2 separate regions of the Anser cygnoides genome follow, and region 2 is linked to region 1. The links are chromatin contacts, called in public Hi-C maps. All regions are on one chromosome and are shown on one strand. The core of a region is the stretch at or near the end of the contact, and the rest is flanking DNA. Distances in the headings are between cores, read along the strand shown. Region 1 has its middle 46 kb from the start of ARID1B. Region 2 overlaps ARID1B (AT-rich interaction domain 1B).

Evidence for each region. Hi-C and Micro-C count contacts between places; a contact is called where the count stands out from the background.
Region 2: a contact with region 1 is called in a Hi-C map of liver, with 10 times the contacts expected there. The contact joins two enhancer-like sites. A contact is called at or near these places in 2 of 7 Hi-C or Micro-C datasets (both in liver).

The regions. Positions count from the first base shown.
Region 1 is chr3:56,353,914-56,357,551 of Taihu_goose_T2T_genome, reverse strand. No RefSeq gene overlaps it. Among named protein-coding and RNA genes, the nearest start is that of ARID1B, 46 kb to the left of the region's middle. Within about 2 kb of position 1,306, at least 3 of the 3 cell types and tissues checked have open chromatin away from gene starts, as enhancers often do. A contact at or near this core is called in liver, where this site is marked.
Region 2 is chr3:56,565,238-56,568,762 of Taihu_goose_T2T_genome, reverse strand. The region is part of intron 5 of ARID1B (AT-rich interaction domain 1B); the gene reads right to left. Among named protein-coding and RNA genes, the nearest start is that of ARID1B, 170 kb to the right of the region's middle. Within about 2 kb of position 1,347, at least 3 of the 3 cell types and tissues checked have open chromatin away from gene starts, as enhancers often do. A contact at or near this core is called in liver, where this site is marked.

The DNA.
Region 1 (3,638 bases), core at 57-2,556:
TTGCAGAGAAAAACACTGTGACTCTGAATGCGTCACACTTGTAAGTAATAAGTAATAATGCTTATTTGTCTCACCTTAAACACGGAGACATCCATGGAGACAAACAAGGCCTTGTGTGAGCTGCACAAGTCTATTTATCCCTGCCTCATCTTAACTAGTGCCAGGTTACAAAGAATCAGGGACACAAGTATCAGGAGAGCTAAACTAAAACAATACCACTGATGGTTGTAGTAATACATTTATGGCTTTTTTTGTTCTTTCCCTTTGGTTCTGGAGCCGCTACAGCACACGTTTCAAGTTTTTGCTGCGACCGAGAGGCCCAGAAACAGACTTTTTTTTTCCTCAGACGAAAGTCGAACTCTTGGTTGAGTCGTGGAAACGAAGCACCGCAGGATTTCTACCAGGTAACACCATCAGCGCGAAGGAGAGCCCCAGAACCCACAACACGGAGAGCCCGCCTGTGGGAGAGGTGAGGGCTGCGCGCTGACCTCACGGCTTCACCTTGCTCCAAAGGGCCCCGTGCCCCACGGCAGAGAAACCCCAAGCGACCTGCACGCTCGCTAATTAACAGGCTGCAATTAATACGCTAAGGGAACAGCGGGGTTGCAGAGGAGGGCTCTGGGAAGGGCAGCACCCTCTCCCAACCCCCTCACGCCGCACTGAGACCCCCGGGCAGCCCCTTGGGCACCTCCTCCCGGTCACCTCGCACCGAGACCCCCTTCCCCGAGCCGCCTGGGCGCCTCCCCCCGGCCCCAACCCGCCCCGACCCCGACCCGCCGCTTTCACCACCCCCATCCCCTCCCCAGCCCCCCCCGGCCGCCCCGCTCCGTGCGCTCCGGGCCGGCTCCAGGCCGGGTTTTGCGCGCAGCCGCGCCGCCCCGCTCGGCCGGCGGAGCCCCGCGCGCTCCCGCTCCCTCCCCGCCGCAGGCCGCGCGCGGGCGGGGGCCCAACGGTCGCCGCCCCGCCCCCCTCCCCTCACGCCCCCCCCCCCTCCCTGAGGGGGCCCGGGGGGGGCCGGGGGCTCTTTTTTGGGGCCGCCCTTGGTCCGCACGCACCGATAGCTGTCAGAAAAACCACCCTGACGTCATCCCCGGGTTAAAAAGAGCTGGCTTTTGTTCTCTTCCCCCTCCCACCACTTCTCCCCCCCCCCCCCCCCCCCCCCCGCCCCGAGGATCCAAAGCGAGAACGTTGGCAAAAAATAAAAATAATAAGGATTCCTCTCCCCCGCGCTAATTGCGATGCAGAGGGGGGGGTGTTGCGGTAGGGATCCTGCTCGGGATCCTGCCGCGGTGTAACGCTGCCCTCTGAGCTGCGGGAGGGGGGCGGCCTGGCCTGCCTGCCTGCCCCGAAATCCCGTCGGCGGAGATGGCACAAAAGCGTTTTAATGGCAATCGAAAAGCGCTTTAATGGCAGTCCATGGAGGATCGCAAGGTCCGGGGATGAAATGTTGATTAAAAGGTGTTGATTAAAAACGCTCTGTGTGTGGGTCGGTTCTTTTATTTATTTATTTATTTTTCCACGTCCGCGACTTGCTTAAATACAAGTAAACAGCCTGAGCGAGCAGAAAGGCAGCTTTCCCAGCCGCCCCCGGTGCGTGCTGGAGGCAGGCCGTCAGGAGTTTGTGCAACGCTTCGAGCGGCAGCGCGCAGATTTAAAGCAGCGTGCTCCGAAGGGTTACTGCTTACACTGCTTACACTGCTTACACTGCTTACACTGCTTACACTGCTTATTGGGGCACCATTAAACCAGCCCCGAACAGGCCAATGTGCTTTTTCTCCCCCTCCTTCCCCGTTTCCTCCCTGCTGCCGAGCCGCAGGGATTCGCGATTCCCGACGCGCAAGGCCAAGCCCTCTGTTTCGTTGCAGTCACAGGTTTTTGTGGCAAAACTTTCCAAGCACGTTTTCACTCTTTAGGAAATACCGAGCTGGAGGGTTCCGTATACATTGCCTGACTCCGTGTGAAAAAAAAGAAGGAGTTACAATTGTGTTGAAGAACATTTTTGTTGTTGTTGTTCAGAAGGAGGTGAGTCAACTTCCTACACAAAGACTTGAATCGCCCGCCCTGCGCATTAACAACAAAAACTGGCCTCTCTTCCAGGCTTGTGCTCATGCACACGCACACGCCGGGAGGAGAATTGCTGGCAGGAGGGGTGGATGCTGGCAGCCGCCATAGCAAGAGGGCATTGTCAGTGTGCCACGCTTTTATCCAAATGGGAAACGCTTCAAGTTTCATCTTCTTTTACCACTTCTGTTGTCGCCTTCCTGCATGGCTCTCCCTAGCTGCTGGGGAAGCCTTCTCCAGCGTAACTCAGAATTGTTGCTGTTAGCTTTTTACATCAGTCTCTACCAGTCCTGCCTCAGGGCAGGAACCGTGGTTAACACCCAGCTTTTGAAAAGGGGAGACAGAGTGGGCAGAAAAATATAGCACAGATGAGTTGTTTAAGGCCACAGAAGTCTCCTGACTATCTCCTGGGCAGATGTAGGCTGCGCTGTCTCACCAGGTGTTCAAACATCCCTAGGTGAATTGTAGAAGCAATGAAGATTTCCATCATGAATAAGAAATGGGAAGCACTTTTTTAATCTTTGTAGTTTTTACCCAGTGTTTATTTAAATAGAAATATTTTGGGGCACATCTTTGGGTGTTCCGAAGGGCAAATACTTCTCATAATTTATTTACCCCACTGTGGTCTGGTCACTGTAAGATGTCTTTTTTGCTAGAGGAATGATGCTGAACTGTAGGTACTCAGCTAGGTCTGGCACTGGCAGATACTTGGGTGTTGCCAATGAGATTTTATAATGTCCTTTCTTTTGCATCTGGCAGGAGACACCAAAAAGGTTGACCAACTCTGCTTTAGTGGCTGGATTTTTGTTGTTGTTGTTTCAATTTTTATTTACGTGTTCAGACCTATTTTAGTTAATCTTTATTTTTGTGGTGCTTAGAGAAAACTATTGGAAAGGCAGTATTAGATAATGTGACAAGTTGAGGATGACTATTTCATAATAGCATAAGGCTTTTTTCTAGTATTAGATGTAATTCATTTATTTTAAAATGGTGATGACAACAATAATAAATTCTCTTGTCTCTGCAAGACAGACTGCAATAGAATATGGGATATAGTAAGCTGCCATTGTCACTTATTATCCTGCAAACACATGGAAGACAATGGAAGGTCAAGTATCTAAATTAACTCTTCTAGGTCTGTGCTCATGGAAGGTACCAGATTAGTAGCTGAGGAGAACGAAGGACTCCTTTTATTCTCAGAACAGGTACAATCACGGGATCTTTCCCACACCTTACCTTACTCTTCACTGCCTGAAACCATTTTTGGGATAGACCACAATTACACCTGGAACCTGCATAGACTTGCATGCTTTAATTTATTTGTAGAGCTAAGTCATTAGTACTAAGAGGCTGTGGAGTCCTAAGACGCTGCGGAGGCTGAGCTATCTGCTGAGAATGCTAAGAAAGTTGTGAATTATTCAATTTTTATGCGGATACTTGTGAAATACCGCTGGAACATTTCATATAAGCCAACAAACAGTCAGCAGATTACCTGCTTCCATTCTGGCCTAGATTTGATCTATGAATGAATGGCTCTCAAGCCCTTAAAAATGCCCTGGGCAATCCTGTGCTATTAT
Region 2 (3,525 bases), core at 98-2,597, 210 kb before region 1:
TGTACTAATGATTTTTCCTGTTCTCCTCTGTGCCAGCCTGTTGTCTATGCCCAAACATACCAACATCTAGAAAAACTGCTACTGCAGATACTTCTATGTTGTTATGTTTTTAGAGAAAAACAACGAGGCCTCCCTTCTTACATCTGGGGCATCCACATACCTACTCTTCATAAAACAAAATCAAATACAAATGAATAACCTTCATTACGAGACTTCCCCCCCCCCTCCCCCCCCGGGGGGGAAGGAGGCAAAGCAGCTATTATTCCATCCGTATTTTATTTTTTATTCAGGAAAGATAGCTGTCCCTTCATCAAGAAGCTCCGTTTACACTCATGATCTCGGATCAACTTTTACCAGTGGGTGTCAGTGTAACAGTATAATGATATAATGGGGGGAGGACATGCAGAAAAACCACGAAGAAACATAGATTAAGTTTTATTTTTAAATGCTACATCGATATAAAAAACAACCAGAGAAAACATCTCCTTTCAGAGACTTTCTGTTTCACTAGTGATGTATTCTGCACAGATCCTCTAACTTCGCACACGTTTGTGTTAGCATCCCCAAAGCGATCGACTTCAGCTTTTGTTTTCTGGACCTCTGGGTGTTGTGTGTGCATACACACACGCACACACACGCGGTGAATGTGGCGGACGTAACCCTTTTCCGTCGTTTTGAGAAAGCAAGACTGTCTCTTTAATTCAGATTTCGCAGCGAACAGTTAAGAGGCTCTGCGGACCCCAACTTATTAACCTGTGCCAATTTAACTAGTATTACTCAAGAGGTTCAGAAACCTAAAAATAGGTGTTAATCTGCGCGGACTGACAGCAACTAATCAGTACCTGCCCTGTCACAAGTTCCGTCCCTCCTACTCATTACACGGAGGGGGGGGGGCAGCACACGGGGAGGTAAAAAAAAGGAGAGACCCTGGTGTTTCCTTTTTTTTAATTCGTGTGCAGCTTTTCGTGAGGGGAAAAAAAAAATAAAAAAAAAACGAGATGTTTATATGGTAGGGCTCAATGTGAAAACTTGTTTCCGTACCAGCAAGCAATGGCTTCCTGAAAGCAAGAACTGTGTGCGTGTCTACCAAGCCACTCCGTCCAAAGCGATGAGGCTCTTTATTTTCACTCGGATCGAAAACAAGCGAGCACAGTTCACATCCACCCTAGTGCTGGGTCTCGTTAGCTGCGTTGGTGTGCGATGTGAAGTTTTAAGGGCCCGAGTTTTGCTCTGCCGAGAGCTGTTGGCCTGGCTCTACCCACAGAGCCGTGGATGGGAGCAAATGGCCAGCGGGGCGCAGGCCCCATGGTGGCCTTGCTCCGGTGGGTCCAGGGTTACGGCTGCTGGGAAGGGCCCCAACCAGCCACAACTGTCCCCCAGAGACGTACTTTTGGGGGAAAAGTGGGTTTAAAATTAAGAAACTAGTCAGCCGGGCTGGCTCACGGCTGAAATGAGGGATGAGGAGCGCTCGACTGGGCTGGGTGTTTCGTGCGTAACTCGTGCTATCCGGGATGTGCCGGATTTCGTTGAAGGGAAGGAATATTTTCGCAGGAAGTACCAAAATAATGTAAAACAATGCTGTAAGGCCATTGTGAGGAGAGGGAAGTAAACAACAGCGGGTTAACGGGGGGGGGGGGGGGGGGGCGGGGGGAGGAGGGGCGCTTTGCGAGCTTCGTTTGTGCGTTACTGAAAAGACAGAGAAAAAAAAAAGGAAAAAAAGAAAAGAAAAAAAAAAAAAAAAAGAGGCGAGGCAGGGCCCGGAGCGGGCTCTCCCGCCGAAGGCTGCCGCCCGCCCGCCCGCCAAATGGCCGCGCGGTGCCGGCGCCCCAACGGCCGCCCTGCGCCCGCGCCCGCAGCTGCGCCCGCGCCCCGCCGCGCGCCAATGGCGGCCCGCGCGCCCCTCCCCCGCCGCGGCGCGACCAGACCTGTTTTTGTCTGCGGCGGCGGCGCTCCGGGCCGCGCCGCTTCCTCCCGCCCTCCTCCTCCTCCTCCTCCTCCTCCTCCTCCCCCCCCTTCCCTGCCCCCCCACCCCCCGGCCTGGTTTTTCCATCCCTTCCCAGCCACCCTCCGCTCGCGTTAATTACGCGCAGCGAGCCGCGGCCCATCCAGGCCCCAAGTTGTGCTCAGAAAGGGGGGGGGCGCGGGGCAGGGGCAAGGGGACCGCGGCGGCTGAGGGCTCGCCGCTTGGAGGCTTTCTCCGCGCTCAGCCGAAACTCCCCCTGCTGCCACCCCCAGCTCTCGGGGACCATCGGTGTCGGTGGGGCCCACACGAAACATAAAAAGAATAAAAAAATAAAAAAGGGGGGCGAGTTAGAGCAGAGGGGCTCGGCCGGCCGCCCCCGCGGCTGGGCTCCTCAAGTTTCCTCAGGAGCGGCCGGCGCTGGGCAGGGGCTGCCGTGAGGGGCTGCCCTGGGGGCTGAGGGGCTGCCTGTGCCCGGCGCGGTGCGGGCAGCGCCCCCCGCCCTGTGCAGCGCTGAGGCGGGCGTACAAAGGCACATCTGTGCGTGCCGGAGGGCCGGCCTGACGTGTTTGCTGCTCGCAGCAGCTGCGGTTTCTGAGGAAACAAGGCTGATTTTCTAGTCAGGCTGGGAGATTTTTTTTTTTTTTAATTTTTTTTTTCTCCCCCTTTCCAAGCGCCTACGTGCGGGGGAGGGGAGCGGGAGCGGCGGGGGGAGGAGAGGAGAGGAGAGGAGAGGAGAGGAGAGGCCGCGCCGCAGCGGAGCCTCGGCGGGGGAGGGGCGGCGGCGCGCGGGCTGCCGGGAACGCGCCCGCCGTGAGGCGATCGCTGCCCGGCCGGCCGCTGCCTGCCGGCGGTGGGGGTTTTGGGGGTATTTTTCTTTAAAATCAGCTTTTGTGGCCGTGCGGCTCTTCCGCGAGGGCTCAAAAATCCCTTTCGGGCCTGCCAGCTCGAAGCAAAATAATCCTAACTCCTCTAACTACACATTGGGGGGGGGGGGGGGGGGGGGGGGCGCGTGCTGACAGGGACTGGGGGAAAGCCAGGACGAGATAAAAACGCACGTGGAAAGGGCGCTGCTAAGTTGGGAAAAAAGAAAGTATTAACTGCAAAGGTTGGGAGATAAACGTCTGTGCGCTTTGTTCTGGTACTAAACGTGTCAGGCAAAACTTACGTCTCGTGTAGCTGTTTATTTTTCAAGTGTCCAAACATTTTCCTGTGCACACACCGTAACAAATTAATTTCACTGATGTTTAGCACTTGAGATCGCACTAGACAAGCAAGGAATTGATTCCCAGATATAAAAGCTAATGCTACAAATTTTCAGACTCGATTGCCTACAAGTAGATACCTATGTTCGTATTTAGTCACTGAAATAATTGGCCTAATTTTCAGAAATGATAAGCACTCGCATTTTCAATTAATTTCACTTCTCTGAAAATCAGGCCACTATGTATCTAATATGACCTAGGTTTGAAAATGCTGTCTTTCTCTGAAACAGAAAAAAACTACAACAAAAAAACAATTATTACATCCAAATACCGGCATAATTACTTAATATTAAATGTGGA